Linked DNA regions of Gasterosteus aculeatus: region 1 is linked to region 2. The links are chromatin contacts, called in public Hi-C maps. All regions are on one chromosome and are shown on one strand. Each heading gives the region's core, a stretch centred on a gene start, on an enhancer-like site or on the middle of the called end of the contact. The rest is flanking DNA. Distances are from core to core; before and after follow the strand shown.

Region 1 (4,089 bases), core at 727-3,226, 49 kb after region 2:
CGTGCACGGCTCCGCTTCCAGTTGCTGCTCGCTCGCTCACTGAGAAAACCTCTCTCTCTCTCTCTCTCTCTCTCATTTTTCCCTTCTTTGTCATTCTCTCCACCACATCCTCAGATCTGCCCTCCCTCATTCCGCTGCTCCTCCGCTTCCCTTTTCTTCCCAGAGCAATGACTGAGGGCCTGAAACACCGGGCCGTGATTAGCCGGACTGATGAGACACGAAGAGTCTAGTCTGCAACATCTGCATTGAATAAATATTGTGATGACAATTTTTTTTTCTCCTTTTTCCTGGTCATTGCTCATCTCTTCAGTTTTGTTTTGTTTTTTCCAAAATTGTTCCCAGCTTGAAGACGAGTCGGTGCCACCGACATCAAAAGTTAGACACAATAAACATGCTGACAAATAACTGGGGGGGGGGGGAGACGCCTCGGCGGAGATAAACGGGAGCCGGAGGAGAAGCCCGGACGAGGCGCCATCCACGCCGCTCCGCTTGGCCCCCGACAAACAGGTGCATGCCACCAGCGGCCCTCGGCCCTCACGCCGCAAGCAAGTGTGTAATCGATGTGGAAAATAAAGTGAGAGAAAAAAAAAAAAACTACTTCTAATTGCAAAATGTAAATATTGAGTTTTCCCACAAAGGGGGGGGCAGACCACCCAGAATGCAAAACAGCCCCCCCCCCACCCCTCTCCGCCCCCCTTTTCCCCTTTTTGCCTCTGAGAGACGTCTTTTTGTGTGTGTGCCACCATGTGCCTTTTATCGCATATACTTCTGGCAGCTCCGGCTTTTGCGTTGTGCGAGAATAAAGTCCGGGGGGGGGGGGGGGGGGCTGCCTCTTGTCTGGTGGGAATCATTTTCTCGCACCAGAGCAAGAGGGCAGCCAGCTGAGCGGGTCGGCCCCGGACTGACTGACTGACTGACTGACTGACAGACAGACCGCTCCGCGTGCGCGTGCGTGTGCGTGCGTGTTACAGGCCGGTGTCAAATACTTGTCTGGACCGTGACAAATACCTCCTGGTCGCTCTCACTACAATCACCTGCAGGATTGGCTATGAAACAGACCGCTTCACACTGCTGATGCTGTTTGAAGATCAAAGGGAAATTATATATTTTTTTTTTTTTCTGACAACAGGTAACTCAGTCACACTTCATTCAAACAGTCGTATTTCAGGGAACTAAGAAAGAAGCCATTTAGTGATTGCAGACGCTTCGATCCAAAAACTTTAACTCTCTCAGCTGCCAAATACTCTTCTTATTACTTGTTTTAATACGCTTAGAATAAAGTCCCATTTGTTTGGACAGCTGATCAAGTGTCATCACTGCCGCGTCTCCAAAAAGCACCCGGAAAGAAAAAAACAACCTCTCCATTCGGTTCCCAACCCGAGCATTTCTCAGCCATCACGAGGAAACGCGTCGGCGTTATTTGGAGGTGAAAACTTACCTTGAGCGCTTTTACTTCCTGACGCCGACTGTTGGACAAAGGCGACCAGGCAGAAACCCACGAATCCAAAGCTCGCGCGTATCGCCGCGTGCATATACATGTTAACTTGAGCACTTTGTAAGACCTACGAGCACATACAAAGAGGGTGTGTGTGTGTGTAGAGCCCTCTTGTTATTCCTCCTGAGCAACCGCTGGCAGGACACTGCGCGGTCCCGATTCCTCCACGCGCTTATACGAGGTTCGAGTGATCGGGGTCGAGGACAGACCGGCAGCGCGCAGCGGAGGACGGCTTCTCTGTTGTCATGTTCCGAGCCAGACGGATGTCAATTTAAGAAAGGGGGGAGAGAGAGAGGGAGGGAGAGGGAGAGGGAGAGAGAGAGAGAGAGAGAGAGATGGAGTGGAGCAGCGGGGACTGAAGTGGGAGGAGAGAAGATGAAGATGAAGAAGGAGAAGGAGAAGAAGACGGCGATGACGAAGAAGACGCGTCCGCGTTGCGCTCTGGACTCCTCCGCTGATCCTCCTGATTCTCACTCGCCCTCACCGTCCCCCTTTGTTGGGACGCGCGCACACACGTGAGGGGGGGGGGGGGGGGGGGGGGGTCCCTCGTGCTCGCGCGGTCACCTGCCCAGTGTCACCTGCGCGCGCGCAAAAAAAGCCCCCCCCCCCTTACTTCGGCAGAAGGGGGTTTGTGGGGGACGGAATGATGGAAAAAGTAATGGGCTGGAGATTGCGTTTTGTGGAGCTGCAGCTCATCCAGTCGCATCACACAACCAATTAGAGCCCATTTACGACGGGGAGTGTGTGTGTGTGTGCGTGTGCGTGTGAGTGTGTGTGTGTGTGTGTGGGGGGGGGGGGGGGGGGGGGTTGTAGCGTTACGGAAAGGTGTCTGCTGATGTTAGATTAATGTGTTCATTAAAACAGTTGGTCAAAAACAAATGTTAACATTTAGAAAACAAAAAAAAGTTTAATCCAGACCAAAATATTAGAGGACATTTAATGGCATCCTTAACAAAATGGTTTAATTTATGGAGGGGGGGGGCAACTTAATATGAAATATTATAACAGGAAATATGTTTTTATCAATAAAAGTGAATGAATATGAAATAAACTGCACCAGCTGCTCACAATACACTCAAATAAACCAGTTGCTCTGGCAGATAATTAAAAATTGGTGGTAGGTGTAATAATCACCTTGCACAGGTACCCAAAACAAAGAAAGCTATTCATTTTTTTTATTTTGGTGGTCTAGCTTGGAATTAAAGATGTGCCTGATCAAAAAAAATCATTAATATGAAGACTCTTAAATAAATTCCCAGACCATTTCTTCCTGAGACCAAACGCTACGAGTGTTGAAGCCGAACGGCTAAAAAGTCAGTTTGCATTGGACCATCAGCCACGGTGCAAAACCGTTGTCATGATGGAATGTTTGCACACCATTACCCCCCCACAACACCTGAAGAGCAACGAGCCTCGAGCTCCATGAATCAAGACAGACCTCTCACATCAGCAGGGGCCCACTGAGCTACTGTGCCACATAGGAGACGTTGGTTCTCTGGAAGGTCCCCGTCGGGGGCCAAGCGTCGGTATCCTCGCACATGCAAATCAATCAGCCTTGTTGATGCGTTTGTGTTTGCATTTCAACGCACCGGCAGATTCAACACTATAATTATTGTAATTCTTTCCCCTCAATCCACTGCAGCGCGGACCTCACAATGAGGCTGATTGGAAATAACAAGTCCGTCCTCCGAGGATGCAGACAGTCATGAAACAGTGTTGTGGAGGACGCCAATCTCATTCGATTGTGTCATTACCTCAACTCGACTGTTACTGTGTCAGACCACCTCAGGTTCAAGAGCCTAAAGAGCCATCTCATGCACAAGGACCTTTAGAGACTGGGAGGGGGCTCAATAAATAAGAGATTCAGCACGAGAGAACAAGCTCCTTGGAATACCGATTCAAAGTGCATGCAACGCCACGGCAGCAGGCCGAGCCGCTCGCATCCGTCGGGGATGTGGAAATAACCCGCGTCCCCGCGTTTAAGTCTCTGGGTAGTTGTAAAACCAAATGAGCTCAGAGTCACTCGGGGAGTTTGAGAAAGTCAGCGGGCGGATGCCACAGAGCCCGAGCAGCAAGTCGCACCGGAGGATCAGTGCACGTGGTTAAAAAGACAGGAGGCTGCGCGCGGGAAACCCGCTGTGCACCAAACAGGGCTATTTTTACCCCAACAGACACACACGGGGGTGGCGGGGGGGGGGGAAGCGAGGCAATGTTTCATTTATGGCGCTCGTAGTGAAAAGGACTTGGGCAGGCGAGGATCTTTCACCGACCAGAAGTCTGGTTAGCCGGTGTTACAAAGCCAGCGAGGTGGCGTTGACCACAAATGACCTTTTGCCACGAGCGCGCAGCAGCGTTCCTTTTTCTCTTGGGCCTTTTGTGAATTTGGAGAGACAAGAAAAAAGACACTTTTAAAAAAAACTTTTGCTCAAAGTGCTGCAGAAATGGCACAATTTGGATTCTCAAAAAGAAAACGGTTGAGCGCAGGAGACGGATCCCCATTTCAAGAGCGGCGCAATGTTTGGACGCCTCCTTTATAACCTCTCGTAGGTTATAACCTCATGTTTTAGTCCCACGATGCTGCAACAGCTGCCGCG
Region 2 (4,084 bases), core at 43-2,542:
AACCTAGAGACTGTAGACGACATCAGAAAGAAAATATGAGATTGAAGAATTAAAGTGACCTTTTTAAAAGAAGCAGCAAACAAAATGTCCCTCGAAGACATTTCTCTCTTTCTCTCTGAGACATGTTCCACTAGACGTCACACTCTCGTTTATTAGTTTGTTATTCATCTCCGAGATGTGCACTTATGCCCATTTGTGTTGCCGTAGAAACAAAAGAGCATCAGAACACCATCTGAAGGTCGGAAAACGCTGACGGGCGCAAAACAAAAACATCGACTGTTTTAACAGCAAAAACCTTTCGAAGCGGCTCTAAGAGCTCAAACATGGCGCGACCTCCAACGACCTGGAACGCGGACGCGACGCGAATCCAACCCGCCGCTCCTCCTCGAGGACACCGAGGGTGGAACCAGGGTCACACAACACATGCACAACACTCACAGTCACACTTAACGTCACTCCCGCCGTCTGAAATGGCCGTCTCCATTTTCTTTTCTTTTTGGGGGGTTTCATTGCACAACAGAAACCCGAAGCCACTCGTGATGCCCGCGAGACCGGCGCCCAACCGAGAGAAATAAACTAAAAGTTTCTCAGGTCTGCGTGTAGTGTTTACTGTCGAAGCCTATGGGAAGTTAGAGAGGGTGACTGGTGTCCTGTGAGAGTTGCGGGATGGCCTGTGGGTGAGGGGGGGAGGGAAGGGGGAGAGGGGGGAGAGGGGGGAGGGGGGGCTGTCACAATCCCGTGCTTCAGCTTTACTTGTATGGTCGCAGGAAAGCGGACACTTTGCTGCTTATGAGGCGGATGAAGGAGCGAGGGAGCATCTCGTTGGACTCCCGAGTGGTGTACTTAAAGTAGTTGTTTGGGTGAGCCAGCACGTCGAAAAGAGTCTTAATCAGTTTTTTATCCTGTAGGGAAGAACAGACGGGTGTAAACGCAACGCACTTGCTTAAGTTGATCTTTACCAACTGAACTTGCTTTCCTCCTTAACAATCGCTGGAATAACATTTGAAGCTGTTGCACAATGGCTGCTAAACGCATAACACGCCTGCTTTACAAAATCATGTGCTAATGTTTGTTGGCAACAGCTTTGTTTTGCACCAACGCGCCTTAAGGTGCAGCTTCTTGTTTAACTGAGTCACCTGTAGAAGGAACAAGAAACGAAGCCCGACAAACACAGGAAGTAAATCTGCTGACCTTGAGGATTTCTTGATGGTTTTCTGAGGCATAGAGTCTTCCGTCTCGCACGATGTCTTCTACGAGCTGTTCATAGTCCTCTGATTTTGTACAAACGCAAGACACAATCACTTTTAATCACAACTTGATATTCTGAGAAACACTTTAAGACAACGTAGCATGGAAAGAACACGGTGCCATTAAAAGGTCGCGGTAACAAACTGTGTATCTACAGTCAACTTTTGAAGAAACTCCCTCCTGGCATTCCTGACATATTTCTTTGTGATACGGAGGCGCTGTGTGATGAACGAGACGGCCACGCACCGTCATAAGTGACGTAGGGGATCTGAAAGCCTCGGCCGCTGTTCGCCTCGTTGGACTTGAAGTTAATCCAGAGGCGTCGGGATCGCGCCGTGAAGGCGATGGGCCGCTCGTACGTCTGGCACGTCTCGTAGGTGGTGATGGACGTGGCCGACCCTTGTAGGTGCACATACGAGACGGTGGTGACCAATCGAGAACGCTATTGAAACGGGGGGGGGACGGAAGGGGAGACACTCACAGTTCTTCCTCATCACCAGCACGTCTCCGCACTCGTCCTCCGAGGGCAGGAAGATCTCCGGCACCACGATTAGGATCTTGCGCTTGCTGGGCGGGTTGATGTTCCAGATGCACTCCACGTTAGCGGGGTAATTACCGGGGTAGTTGGGCGACTCGATGTAACCCATGAACTCGCCCATCTCGCCCCCGCACTGCCTGTCTGGACGTACCCGGAACACATCAAAGACCAAATCAAACCAGGCTCCGGCTCGCGTTTAAGGAAGGAAGGAAGTCACGCTCCTACTCACTCTTGCACTGCGAGACGCTTGTGGCGCCATCAAAGTCCGTGGTGGTGTTCCCGGGGCAGGAAATGCAGTAGTTCTGCCGAAACTCTGTCTGGTACGTCCCCACCGGGCAGCGGATGCACCGGTGCACCGTGGTGTTGTAGTAATGACCCGGAGAACACTGAACTGCAGGGCGGAAGGGAAGCGGCTTAATACTTGTGGTACTTGTTGTTTTGTGTGTATTTTCCTTATTTGACTAAAAACAGCCCGAGCTGACCTTTGACTTCACAGTCATGGAAGAAGCTGGCACCTTCCCGCTTGGTGCCCAGGCCTCCCCCACAGGGGAAGCACAGGGTCCGTCCCAAATCCGGCTGGTAGGAGCCCTGGGGACACGGCTGGCACGGTTTGAACCCGTCGCTGGAGAAGGACCCCGTTGGACATTGTCCTAGAATGGATTTGCACAGGACGCAGGGACGCTTTAACAAGCAGGAGCTCGTATTAACAATCAGAAACAGACGTTTGTACAAACGAGGACTGGGCTACCTGCGCAGGAGGAGATGTTTCTGGCCCCGACGGGGCCGTGGCCGTCGCTGCCGGGGCAAAGGTCACAGGCCAGCTGCCCCTCCCTCTCCTGGAAGGTGCCAGGCGGACACTGGACACAGCGCTCCTGCTCCCCGTGGTAGTAGGACCCCGGCAGGCATCTGACTGAGGAAACATCCACAACGGCATCAGTCAGAGAGAACTCACCTCAGATCCATTCCCATTTTCTTATTTCAATCAAAGTGTGTACTAGAACACTAAAAGGAACAATTTATATCACAGGCATCGCAGGCTACGACAGCATCTCGTCCCAGTGAGACGGCTCGTCCGGCTCGTCCGGCTCGTCCAGTCTTACCACATCGCCCGCTGTCCCTCTCCCAGCCGGGGCCACAGTTCTCGTGGCTCGGAGCTGCCTGGGGGAGTTTCTGGGCGACCTCGTACTCCAGACCGGCGACTCGGATCAGGAAGCGCTCCTGGTTGATGGACTTCTTCAGGGCCTTGATGTACGTCTTGACCTGCTTCTCCATGCGCTGTCTCAGGCAGCTGAGATTGCAACTCCCTGTTCAAGGTCCAATAAAACAAAAGCGTCATCGTAACGAGCAACGCAGCCGATCCTGATCAGGTTGGACTGTAACTCCAACGGATATTTTCAGTACGGATTAATATGGGGATTATTTTCCCAATACGTCCATTGTTGTTTGTATTGTAGCTGGAGACTGAAGGATAAAAACGTCATAGAGAGACAGTAACTGCTTTAAACAAGATGACCGACCTGTAGTGTCTCCAGGTTTGACCTCAGCTTCCAGCTCCAGCGTTATACGCGTCACCTCTTTGTTAGACGGGTTGCGAGCACGTCGCCCTTTAGTCTTCTTAGAAGAGTCACATTTGAGGTTGACAAATGTCACCAGGCAGTTGCTGCAGGGCTGCCCCCCTCCTGCGAACGACACCGAATCAGTAAACCCCCAATCGTACGTCAATAAATGACAATTCATGCCTGACACATTTGTGTCAGAGAGGCAAGATCTAGAATTTCTTGAGAAATATGACTCAACGGCAGCAGTTACATCATTGGCAGGATCATTACGGCTGCAAATGGCACTTTATTTAGTATTTCTCACTCGTCTGCAGATTATTATCTCCTTTAATTGACTGATTGTTTTGTTCATAAACTATCAGATGATTGTGAAAGATGCATATTCTAAACTTGACGGACCCAAATTGCTTGTTTTATCGTTTGGTCTAAAGCCCAAAACTATAAATCGTATCTGACGGAGAAAAAAAAAGAAGAAACAACAAAACCGGAACCTGTGAATGTTGAATTAAAAAAAACAAAACTAAATCAAGTCATTGCTAATAAAAAAGGAGCATTTATAACTGATGGGATAATTGCGTCAGCTTTTATTTTTTTTACGTGTAGCACAGATTCACCTGGTCCAAGTGTCCGTCCTCTGTCCTCCGTCCTGCCGGTCAGCTTCGGGTGCAGGTGACATTTGGCGTTTTTAATCTTGAAAGAAGCCGTCTGCTTCACTGGCGGGGCCAGAGTCTCTACAGAC

What was found. A called contact is a pair of places that touch in the nucleus more often than the background predicts.
Region 1: a contact with region 2 is called in a Hi-C map of tail fin, with 5 times the contacts expected there. The contact joins the promoter of scube3 here to the enhancer-like site in region 2. A contact is called at or near these places in 4 of 6 Hi-C or Micro-C datasets (skeletal muscle, tail fin and whole body).

What each region holds. Positions count from the first base shown.
Region 1 is chr2:4,566,664-4,570,752 of fGasAcu3.hap1.1, forward strand. It overlaps scube3 (signal peptide, CUB domain, EGF-like 3), which reads right to left and starts at 1,977. Exons shown (of 22, transcript XM_040194238.2): 1 at 1,439-1,977. The coding sequence starts at 1,538.
Region 2 is chr2:4,518,194-4,522,277 of fGasAcu3.hap1.1, forward strand. scube3 (signal peptide, CUB domain, EGF-like 3) reads right to left here. Exons shown (of 22, transcript XM_040194238.2): 13 at 3,960-4,076; 14 at 3,304-3,465; 15 at 2,887-3,090; 16 at 2,535-2,696; 17 at 2,269-2,436; 18 at 2,016-2,177; 19 at 1,730-1,927; 20 at 1,495-1,647; 21 at 1,192-1,271; 22 at 1-902. The coding sequence ends at 750. Among protein-coding and RNA genes, the nearest start is that of LOC120829794, 8.7 kb to the left of the region's middle. Within about 2 kb of position 1,293, at least 3 of the 9 cell types and tissues checked have open chromatin away from gene starts, as enhancers often do.